Regions from separate parts of the Mus musculus genome. Here region 2 is linked to region 1. A link is a contact called in public HiChIP or PLAC-seq data. All regions are on one chromosome and are shown on one strand. The core of a region is the stretch at or near the end of the contact, and the rest is flanking DNA. Distances in the headings are between cores, read along the strand shown. Region 1 overlaps Gm45950 (a long non-coding RNA gene). Region 2 overlaps Gm31615 (a long non-coding RNA gene).

What was found. HiChIP or PLAC-seq counts read pairs in DNA pulled down with a chosen protein or histone mark.
Region 2: an H3K27ac HiChIP or PLAC-seq map of embryonic stem cells shows a contact between it and region 1, with 5 read pairs. The contact joins two enhancer-like sites. A contact is called at or near these places in 5 of 484 Hi-C or Micro-C datasets (the Ba/F3 cell line, the C2C12 cell line, cortical neurons and 2 more) and 2 of 115 datasets of contacts at active chromatin or transcription factors (both in embryonic stem cells).

The regions. Positions count from the first base shown.
Region 1 is chr17:88,076,562-88,082,486 of GRCm38.p6, reverse strand. All of the region lies in intron 1 of Gm45950 (a long non-coding RNA gene), which reads right to left. Among named protein-coding and RNA genes, the nearest start is that of Gm45950, 13 kb to the right of the region's middle. Within about 2 kb of position 2,511, at least 9 of the 459 cell types and tissues checked have an H3K27ac peak or open chromatin away from gene starts, as enhancers often do. A contact at or near this core is called in embryonic stem cells, where this site is marked.
Region 2 is chr17:88,323,480-88,329,404 of GRCm38.p6, reverse strand. All of the region lies in intron 3 of Gm31615 (a long non-coding RNA gene), which reads left to right. Among named protein-coding and RNA genes, the nearest start is that of 1700116H05Rik, 19 kb to the right of the region's middle. Within about 2 kb of position 3,119, at least 84 of the 459 cell types and tissues checked have an H3K27ac peak or open chromatin away from gene starts, as enhancers often do. A contact at or near this core is called in embryonic stem cells, where this site is marked.

The sequences.
Region 1 (5,925 bases), core at 1,262-3,761:
AGTTACCATAACCAAGGCAACTCATAAGAAAGAAAGCATTTAATTGGGTACTTGCTTGCAGGCTGGGAGGTTTAGTCCTTTCTCACTGGGGAACATGAAGGGCAGGCATTAAGGCAGTAGCTGAGAGTTACATCCAGAGAGAGAGAGAGAGTTGGTGGGGGGAGAGGGAGAGAGAGGGGGGGGATTCTGGGGACTGGTTTGGGTCTTTGAATCATCAAAGCCCACCCCCAGTGACAAACTTCCTCCAACGAGGCCACACCTCCTAAATGCTTATAATCCTATTAAAGAGTTCCATCAACTAAGCAGTCAACTATATGAGCACATGGAGAGGGTGGGGAGGGAGCGGCCCGTCTTATTCAAACTACCACAGCCAGTAAAGTTTTTGACTTGCAAAATGACAGCCTAAATTCAATCTCCTCAACACAGAGTAGACAGGGAAAGGCAAATTCCAAAAGTATTCCTCAACTTCACACACACACACACACACACACACACACACACACCCCGCAAATATAAATACATTAAACAAATAAATAAAATGCAAAAAGGGATGGCAGACAATAGGCTGCCTCTCCACTATAACTCTTTGAAATTTGCAGTAAAGTTCCAAATCCAGATCCTGCCGTCATCTTTTCTTCCATCTGCTTCCCGAGGGAGAGAGCATACACTCCCAGAGAGAACCGCTGCACCATTTTATTTGTGCTAGCTGACAAATGCCTGAGTTTAGACTGAATCTTCCAGTCAGTCTCCTACTCTGAAACAAAACCTTGAGACTCTTATCAGATATGCCAGAAGAGACCGAAGATAAGGCCAAGATTCAAGGGGAGTGTCCCCAATGGCCACGCCTAATTTAAGTTTTCCCCATACAGGAGTGACACTGCCTAGCCAGAGTCATGACTGGAAGCAGGGAGGGGAGAAGAGGAAGCCATTTTATATCATCAGGTCCTATCTCTATATTTTCTTACTCTTTGAGCATGACTCGCGCTCTCTCTCTCTCTCTCTCTCTCTCTCTCTCTCTCTCTCTGTGTGTGTGTGTGTGTGTGTGTATGTATGTATGTATACCAGCTTGTTGTTCCTAATGGCAGGAAATAAACGCACCAACATTAAGCCTGCAGAAAATAAGAGATGCCTTTCAATATCCTACTCCCTCTGTCGAAGAAATTGTCCCCAATGTCTCTGATCAGGTGTGTTGCTAGCTTTTGTCAACTTGATACATTCTAGAGTATTCTGGGAAGAGGACACCCGAATTAAAAAGATTCCTACATCTGATTAGCTGGGGGAAAAAAAAAAGGCCTGGGGGTAATTTTCTTGTGAGAGGGTCTAGCCCAATGTGAGTGGTGCCAACCCAGGCAGGTGGTCCTGAGCTGTGTAAGAAAGCAGCCTGAGCATGCCGTGGGAGGAAGCCTGAAGCCGCATTCCACCATGGCCTCTGCTTCAGTTCCTGCCTTGGGTTCCTGTCCAGCCTTCCCTCAGTCCAGGTGGAAGATCCCGTGAGAGCACAGAGGAAGGGCTGAGGCTTGGATGAGCGATTCGTGCTTGGTGAGCTCTGGCAGAGATGTTGAGAGTTCACATCCACCTCTCTGGCCTCCATTATTTTTAACCACTGAGTTTGACCAACTCCTTGTCACGGAGAATTGTCCAACTAAGAAAGATTAACAGCCCTCTGGATTATAACTATTGGTTCTCACTGTAACTTCCCAGGACCAAAGATCTACGCAGTTAAGCTGGCCCTCTGAAGATAGTCTATAATGGATCATTATAGATCCAAACACATCGTTAATCAACTTAACCTCAAGGCACTCTGGGACAAAACTCTGTTTTCTGAGTCTATTTTCCATTTGAAATTACATCTAGTCATAGTGTTCAAAATCGGTCAGCAGAGAAAAATACTTTCAAAAGTCCAAATAAAACAACGACAACAACAATAAAAAAAAAATGGTGAAGACAGCCTTTCCCATTGGTAAATTCCCAGGAAAATTCAATCCAAAATGGAAATTCCTCTTGCTGTTGTAAGTTGAACTCTGAGGGCTCGATGCTAAATCTCCTTGCTTGTTTAATCGCAGAATGCTGTTCTAGAACCCATATAAGAAATGTGTATTGTTACCCATCAAAGGCAACCTTAGCATTCCGTGGGGGAAGGGATTAACGCAGGCAACATAAGATGAAGCCAACTATCTCCTTCCTCCCTAGCAGGATGCCTATCAGAACATGACCCGGCTCTAATCTGTGATTTTTAAATTCAGTTTGCATTTCTTCTCGTGGGGTTAACTGGGATGCTGAGTTTTCAGTCTCCACCTAGCTGACTTCCTGTGTGAGCTACTTTTCTCACTGTGACAAACTAACTGCCAGACGAAAGCAACCTGGGGAAGACTTCATTTTTGACTTACGGTTTATAAAGCTCATGCTGGCTAGTTTTACATCAACTTGAACACAACAGGGCCTCACAGAGGGGAGGAGCCTCTGAGAAAACGCTTTGTAAGATCAAGCTGTAGGCGAGCCTGTAGGGCATTCATTAATTACTGATCGAAGTGGGCGGGCCCAGCTCGTTGTGGGTGGGGCCATCCCTGGGCTGGTGTCCTGGGTTCTATAAGAAAGCAGGCTGAGCAAGGTTTGAAGAGCAAGCCCCTAAGCAGCACCCTCTGTGGCCTCTGCATCAGCTCCGGCCTCAGTTCTTACCCTATTTGAGTTCCTGTTCTGACTTCTCTCAATAATAAATAGCAATATGCAAGTATAAATCAATGGGACCCTTTCCTTCCCGAGTTGCTCTTGAACACCGTGTTCATCCACATCAACAGAAACCTTAACTGAGACAGGGAAACAGCCAAGCAGCCAGTGGAGGCACGCGAGGTGGAAGGAACACCAAATCACATTGCTCACTGCAGTCTGCAGGCAGGAACAGAAAAGGAACAGAGAGGCAGCGTTATAAAAACTCTGAGCCCAGGCGGGGCGTGGTGGCGCACGCCTTTAATCCCAGCACTTGGGAGGCAGAGGCAGGCAGATTTCTGAGTTCGAGGCCAACCTGGTCTACAAAGTGAGGTCCAGGACAGCCAGGGCTACTTACACAGAGAAACCCTGTCTCGAAAAACCAAAAAAAAAAAAAAAAAAAAAAAAAAAAAAAAAAAAAAAACTCTGAGTCCAAACCCATTAATCCATTTCCTATATTCCTATAAAGGGGGCTCCATCTCCTAACAGTTCCATAGCCTTCCAAAACAGCACCACTACTTGAGAAACAAATGCTTAGGCACCTGAGCCTGAGAGATACATTCCCCTCCCCTCCCCCACCCGCTTAAGCCATCTCATAATACAAACGCATTTGTTCCCATGTTTAAGTTCCTGCATAATCTTTTTAAAATTTTAATTATGTTTTAATTTATTTCTTTATTGTAGTATATGAGAGAGAGAGAGAGAGAGAACGAGAGAGAGAGAGAGAGAGAGAGAACAGATAAAGTCAGAGAGGGTTTGTAGAAGTCAATTTTTCTCCTTGTGTCATGTGAGTCCTGAATACTCAGCTTTAAGGCCATCTCTCTGGTGCCATGCCTCCGAACAGCCCCAACACTTCAGCAATCCAAAATCCAAGTCTCTTCGGACATTCAAGGTACTCTCTTAGCTGTGCGCCCCTTTCAAACAAAACAAAGAAAAAGCTACAAACTTTTATTTATTTTATTTTATTTTATTTTTGGTTTTTTGAGACAGGGTTTCTCTGTATAGCCCTGGCTGTCCTGGAACTCACTCTGTAGACCAGGCTGGCCTCGAACTCAGAGATCCGCTTGCCTCTACCTCCTGAGTGCTGGGATCAAAGGTGTGCGCCACCACGCCCGGCACAAACTTTTAATACACGTGGCACCGGTACAATCATTTCCATTCTGAGAGGGAGGAACAGGGACATAGCAAGTTAAGATCAGAGCAAAGGAAGACTGAAATCAAGCAAGGAAAACACAAACCCTGTGGCTCTGTGTCTGAGCCTAACATGGAATCGCCAGGGCCCCAGTGGCTCTTGACACCCCCACCCCTCCAGATCTGCTGCCTTCTGCAGATGTCCCACAGTCCTGGCATCTCCAGCATCCTAGGACCACAATGAAAGTTAGATGTCACCTTCCCAGCTCTATGTACTGGCCTGTCGGGACCTTTCAGAGAATTTAAAGCCTGCATTGTGTGTACTGCCTGGCCTTACTGGCTTTCTGAAATATTGGCATGAGTCTCCATGACCCCTCACTTGTGCATACTTAATGCATGAAAACCAGAACCATGTCAATGACGGGCTGAGCTCTGCTGCCAGCTTGAGATGCAGTATAACACACACACACACATGCCCCTGGGCCCAGCTACAGCGGCTGCTCTGTACCTTGGTGGCTGAATCCAAGCAAACACATCCATAGTTGGTCTCTTTGGACTAGGGAATCCTTTCAGCAGTATTCTCAGATCAACTCCCCTTTTCATGTATACTTGTATTTCTTTTTTGTTTTGTTTTGGTTTTTGGTTTTTCGAGACAGGGTTTCTCTGTATCGCCCTGACTGTCCTGAAACTCACTCTATAGACCAGGCTGGCCTCAAACTCAGAAATCTGCCTGCTTCTGCCTCCCAAGTGCCGGGATTAAAGGCATGTGCCACTGCTGCCCAACTATGCTTGTATTTCTACAAACTAGAGCTTTTCTGTACGGGTGGAGTCTTGCCCACAGTGTACCATCTCCCTGTCCCAGTGTAGAGCACTGACTTTCGCTATGGTAGTGTTACCTCTTCAATAAATATATCTGTGTTTGCATCCATCTTGTCTGCAACTTTATTCTTATTGTTTATACACACATTCACATACATACACAGACACACACACACACTTGTGTGTGTGTTTCTATTTTGTCAATTTGACCCAGAGCAAGACATGTCTGGGAAGAGGACGTCTTAACTGAAAAATGCCTTCATAAGACTGGCCTGTAGACAAGTTGACGGAGTATTGTCTTGACTAATGACTGATATTGGAGGACCCAGCCATTGGGGGCGGTGACACCTCTGGTTAGGTGGTCCTGGGAGGTATAAGGAAGCAGGGTGGGTAAGCCCTGAGGAGCTAGCCAGTGACAGCACTCCTCCAGGGCGTCTACATCACTCAATCCCTGCCTTCAGGTTCCTGAGTTCTGCCCCTTCTTCTCTTGATAATAGACTATGATGTGGAAGTATCAGCTACAGTAGGTTTTTAAAATATAATTTATTTTATTTTTTATACATACTAGTGTTTCGCCTGTATATATATATATCTGTGTGAGGGTGTCAGGTCCCCTGGAACTAGAGTTGCAGATAGTTGTGAGCTGCTATGTGGTTGATGAGAATTGAACCCCGGTCCTGGGGAAAATGGCCAGCGCTCTTCACTGCTAAGCCATCTTTCAGCCTCTAGTCACGGTGTTTTATCTTGGCAATGGAAACTCTAAAGTATGCGTGGAGGTCAGAGGACAACTCCCAGAAGTCAGGTCTCCTGCTTACCATGTAGGTTCTGGGGATTAAATTCTGGGTGCAGGCTTGGCAGCAAAGGCCTTGCCCACTGTGCTATCTCGTGGATCCTTGCCTGCAACGTTAAAACTTCTCGCTCTCCTTCCTTGCCAAATTGCACAGCAGTCTGGTGTTTGCGCTCTGCCTTTCTGTGCTGACCTGGACATGAGCAGGGGCAGTAATCATGACACAGTCTGCATGTTCTGCTACCTGGGATTTTTCTCTGCCAAACAAATTAGTCCGTTACGGTTTTGTGGGGCTTTGTTGTTGTTGTTGTTTTTGTTTTGATTTCGAGAAAGGGACTCTCTATATAGCCCTCAAAGTCCTAGAACTCACTCTGCAGACCAGGGCTTTGAACTCACAGAGATCCTCCTGCCTCTGCTTCCTAAGTGCCAGGGCTAAAGGGGATGCCACATTATACCTGCTTTTGATTCCGTTACTTTTGAATCCA
Region 2 (5,925 bases), core at 1,870-4,369, 250 kb before region 1:
GTTCCTCTGCCCTGGGACCTGCCTTTTCCAGGTATTTCCAACAGACAAGCAGTGCCTCAGAAACCTTGTCAGACTAACCCAGAACAGGACGTCACGGCTGCCCCTCAGAACTGAAGCCCTATCGCTGTAAATGGTTGTTAGCACGTGCCGCTGTAACAACGCGTTTAAAATATGTTTCCTTAGAGATGATGACATGTTGATATTAGGATAAACTACGTGAAACTGCCAATGTTTGACCATCTTCCGTATATAAAAAGAGTAATTTCATGTGGTCTATCTTGTAGATTTTAACCGGGTCAATCTGACCTCCAGGTCAGTACGGTTTCCTACAGAGAGCAGCAGCAGGATTGGAGTAGCTGAGGGGAACAAAAGGCAAGAAAGAGCCTGGGGAGAGGGAAGGCCAGGCCCACACAGCTTCACAGTAAGGCAAGCTGGCTAGAGCTGGAAAGGATGCGCTCAGAGCGGCCAGCCTATGCCCCCACCCCCATTTCCTCCCACCCCCACCCCGCATGGCTCACTGCTCTTTGTATGAAGAGAAGGTCGTGGTTATTTAATTTCTTTAGCTTTTCCTGTAGACTTCATTTTAGCATTTATAAACAAAATCATCCACACATTTTTTTTTTCTCTTTCAATTAAAAGTAATCCAAGGGAAGGGACTTAATTTGTTTTTGTTTTTCTTATTTGGTCTTTGAGGTGGAGTTTCCTTTGCCCTGAATGAAATGTCACTTGCTGTGTAGACCAGAGGCTGATCGGCCTGGAACTTGTTGCCTCTGCCTCTCAAGTGCTGATATTTCAGGTGTACACTGCTATGCCTCAGAATTTTCTTAGAGATAGGTGGGAAGAAAGAGGCAGGGTGGGCAGAGCTGATCTCATGAATAGAGATTGCTCTTCATTTATTTTACAAGATCCTATTTTGGGTAACAGCAGCTTTCATGTGAAACTCCTTGCCCAATGATTTGAAAAGGAGGAAATTGTTTTTATGTTTTGGAATAGTGCTTAATTGCCAGGAACATGAATTTAAAAACAACAAAAAAAAAAAAAAAAAAAAAAAAACCAACAATGGAGGCATTGCTATTGAAGCCTAAAAAGAAAGCTTGTAGCTCCATTACTGCAGTCCAAGGCAAAGGCAAAATTAATACAATTTACAAAAAAAGTTATTATCAAAGGGGAAATGCCCCCCCCGCCCCCGTCAGATTTGTAGATCTAATTTAGCTAAAAATCAGTTTGGTATAAATGCTCCCAATTCACAAGGGCCACAGCAGACATCCTCCATCAACTCTGCAAAGCCACGCTGCACATTGACTGGGGATTGATTGACTTTTAATTGATCACTTAGAGCAGCGGCTCTCAACTCTCCTCACGCTGCACCCCTTTAATGCATCCCTCATGCTCTGCTGGCCCCAACTATCACATTTCTGTTGCTGCCGTATAACTGTAGCGTGGCTGCCATTGTGACTCATAGTGTAAATATCTGTGCTCGCTGATGGTCTTAGGCGACCCCTGTGAAAGGGTCAGAGGTTATGACCCTTTCACGGGTCTAGAGCATGAGAGGAGAGAGCACAAATCTAAGGTGGGGATCTACAGTTATAGCTCAGAATATCTCTAGGGAAACAGAGCCATCTCAAAGCAGCTGTTTTAGCCACCGCATTGTGTGACACAAAGGAGAATGGTGAAAGGCTGGTGACCTCCACCCAATCCCACGCACAGGACTTCCATTGTCCCTGGTCATTTCTAAACTTTCTTTTGGCCATCCTGCTGACCATCCAGGCTGCCCACCGTCCATTGTCTCTTCAGACACACACATCCAGAGAACATTCCGCCAATAGCTCCACCTATAACACCATCCCTGCTGTCTCCCACTTGGTCTCAAAAGTGTCTTCCTGTCACTGGGAGCCCCCAAACATACTTGAGTGTAGTAATAACCAAGGCTGAGCGAGATGGATGCTGCCTTCACATGGAACTGAGGCTGAAGAACCACAGAGCTCATCCTATGAGGAAGTGTATTCTCTGTCTCTAACCATCAACCTTGTCCTATCTATTCCTTTGTCTGCTTCCATTAAAGATGTATAACCCTAACCAAAATCTAATCTAGGATAGGAGACAAGATCTAAACACTCTGACGACCATAAGTAGTGAGTTCAGGGAGCTGGTGGACAACTCTCTCCATGGATGGCTAGATCCTGAACCTCAGTCATACATGCAATGTCTTGGAACGTGCACTCCCACTGAAACCAAACAAAGAGGCTTGGTGTGCAGTGAACGGAGTCCTAAATTGGGCCTTGGAGTACAGGGGCTCTCGTGTCTTATCTGCTATTGAGTAGCCAAGCAGCCCTGGACAAATCGTTCTCTTCCTTGGATCTTCCGTCATTCCTTCATTAAGGTTCCCAAAGGATAATGGATTAGCATTAAACATAGCTCTTTATCCATTGACATATGGCACAGTCCCATGGCTGTCCCACGATCATAGCAGAATTTGAGATAATCTTACAGGGCAAAGCTGGGATTTCCCACTCCCTTTCCCCCTTTTAAAACCCACATCCTCATTTCAAGACCATAACAGGATGAAGAGAGAGCCTATGAGCACTTTTTAACAGGCTAGATTTTGTAGCTTGTGTTCCTGTATGTGGGCATGTCCCAGCCATCCTCCCCCACATGGTACAAATATTTGTCAAACAGAACTGAACTGGGTGGCTTAAATGTCACTCTGTCTATCCCTCTCTCATCTTCTGACCTTTCTATCCTGTCTCCTCCAACCCCTTTCATAGTCCAAGGGCTGGGCAGTCTGGCATGGACTTGAGACTCGTAGCTTTAATCCACCTGCCTGCGATGCTCATCCAGCCCTGGGAGCTGTGAGCTGAGCCTGGTGACAGAACCAAAGGTCAATTTTCCTTCCTCCTTTCAGCAATCCACAAACAAGAATGTCCCGCGGAGGGCCAAAGCCAGATCGCCTTACGCAGAGCACAGTGAACTCTTTATTGTTTTTCTCCTCCCTATATTTTGGAAGCTCCAGCAGGAATGTGGCCTGAATTTAAACACGGGCAGCCATGGCCATTAACAGTGAGCACTTTTGTAGATTCACACAGCCTCTTCTGCCTTTCTTCTCCCAGTGGCCTTGAATGATCTGCTGTTTGCAGACAATTCCCTTGTTGTGCTCTTCAGAGCAGGCAGAGCCTGGCTCTCCCATTGTCTCTTATACGGCAAACAAAAGCAGTCTTCTTAGTACAGAGCTTCACGCTGATAAAAGGCTGATTAAAGCCCCTTTTGTGGTAAAATTTAATAGGTCTGGGTCGGGCATTATATTTGATTAACCCCAGCCAGTTATTACATGGTGTTTGATAGAGATTACAGCTTTGTCCACCAGCTCTCAGCTGGGTGGAGCTTTGAACTCCTAGGGAACCAAGGGCTGAGCTGGCCATCAGCAAGTGGAAGCCAATGAATCTGTCTCTGCTCCCTCCATGCTCCCTTTCCGGGGTGGGGGAGGGGGGTGGAGGGCGCGCCCTTTACTTTGTATTCTTTATTCCCAGGGAAGCACCCAGTACTTTGCAGTTAGCGAGTTCTTTGTGACCGCCAGGAAGACATCCAGTGAACTCCACGCCACGGCACGTGTCAGTAGACTCGTTGCTCTTTCTTGGAGCAGCTGCCCTATAAACTAAAACTTGGAGCAGTCTCGGTGGGGCTTAAAGGGATGCCGCTCTTGAGGCGTTCTCGGCTCAGACCCTCTGTTTCCCATGACTGGGCCCAGTGCCTTCTCCCTGCCCCCGTTGAAGGGGTAAAAGAAATCAGATGAACCCCAGGGAAGCTCAAGCCTGCCCTGTTAGCCCTCCTGCTTTGCTCTCAGTGACTGCCTTGTACTGTGATGTGGCAGGCTCGGGGTGCCAACCCTCTAAGAACAAGCCCATAGCTAATGCTGTCACTTCCACTTCTCGTCCTGTGAGCCCCTCCCCTTCTCCCCAGTGATGTGGATCATGCCCAGTGTATGTGTCTTCCTGGATTTCTAGGTACTCCCTGGCCCCTACTGCTTCTCCCTCCATCCTTTGTCCCTCGCCAGACCACCATGAGGCTGATGAGCCTGGTCTTATATGACTTGCCACCCACCTACCTATCCAACAAGAGTGATGGTCCTAGGTCCAGGCCTGCCCTGCTGCCTGTGGTTATCCTTCCGTGGCCTCAGTGTCACAAGTGTGCAGGACATGGTGCTCTGTCAAGTATCAGGAAGAGGAAGCCAACATGGGTATCAGGGAAATCCACCCAGTAAGTGATTGTGGGAAGCACCCTGAGTCTCGTGGGCCCCTCCATCCTATAAGGAATGTTTCATTCAGAGGAAACTTTATCACACTCCTCCCTCCCGTACCTCAGTCAGCAGGAAAGAGGAAAGATGAACCCACATCACAGGGGAGGGGACGGAGGTCAACACTAGCCCCAGGCAGACCTTGTCCCAAGTGTCTCTTGTTCCCAGGACTCATTCATCTCTCCCTAAATCATTTATTCTCTCCAAGGTTGCCAGCCATCTACCTCTGCTCCAAAGACAGCATCTAAACATCTGGATCTTACTGGCTGCCCGGGTGAGGCTGTGGGTGTCTCCCATCAGGAACTACTGGAGGGTGGTGAAAACTTCGGTTGTAAGACCTAATGGGAGATTGTCAGGTGTTGAGGGTATGCTGTTATGGGACCTGGTCTTTCCCCTCTCCTCTTTCAGCCTGAGGTGAGCCACTGTGTTCCCCTCACACTCACCACAGTCAGAGAGCTATGTTACACAGCTGACTGACTGTGAACTAGACGTCCAAAGCTGTCAGCTGAAACAAACCTTTCTTCTGTTTGAGCTGATTATATCAGATTGGGGTGGTCTATTCGTGTGTGTCTGTCTGTGTGTGTGTGTGTGTGTGTGTGTGTGTGTGTGTGTGTGTGTATGCTTACAGAGACTATGGAGGTTTACCTTGAATGTTGTTCCTCAGGAGCTGTCTACCTTGGTTTGTGTATGTGAGTGTGGTGTCTGTGTATGTTGTATGCATGTGTGTGTGTGTGTGTGTGTGTGTGTGTGTGTGTGTTGTGTGTTGTGTGTGTATATAGAAGACAGGTTAATGATGAGTGTCTTCTATCCCTCTGTTCCTTATGTTTTGAGACAGGCCTCTTGCTGAATTTAAAGCTCGTTGATTGAACAAGACTAGTTGGTCGTCCTGTACCAGGGATCTTCCTGTTTCCTCCCCTCTAAAGCTAGGGTCCCCTGCGCATGATACGGCATCCAGGTTTTTACATGGGTACTGGGGGCCCAAATTCATTTCACCAACTAAGCCACCTGTCCAGCTTCCCATTTGGGTTTTTTTTTCCCACTCTTTTGGGGTTTTTGTTTTTTTGAGACAGGGTTTCTCTGTGTAGCCCTGGCTGTCTTAGAAACTTAATATGTAGAGCAGGCTAACCTCAAATTTACAAAGAACTACCTGCCTCTGCCTCCCAAGTGCTGGGATTAAAAGCATTCTCAGGCCAGGCAGTGGTGGCACACGCCTTTAATCTCAGCACTTGGGAGGCAGAGGAAGGCAGATTTCTGAGTTTGAGGCTAGCCTGGTCTACAGAGTGAGTTCCAGGACAGCCAGGGCTATACAGAGAAACCCTGTTCTCACCACTGCCTATCCCTATTTGGTTTTTGAGGCAGCATTTCTTCTGGGACTTGGGGGTGGTCAGTTAGACTAAGCTGGCTAGCCAGTGAAACCCAGTGATCCACCTGTCTCTATATTACCAACACAAGTAAACACCACCATATCTGTCTTCTCACAAGGGTTCTGGGGACCAAAGTCAAGTCCCCACACTCACCTGCAGAGTACTTTACCAACTCAATTACCTGCCCAGCCTTTCTTTCTTTCTTTCTTTCTTTCTTTCTTTCTTTCTTTCTTTCTTTCTTTCTTTCTTTCTTCTCCTTCTCCTTCTCCTTCT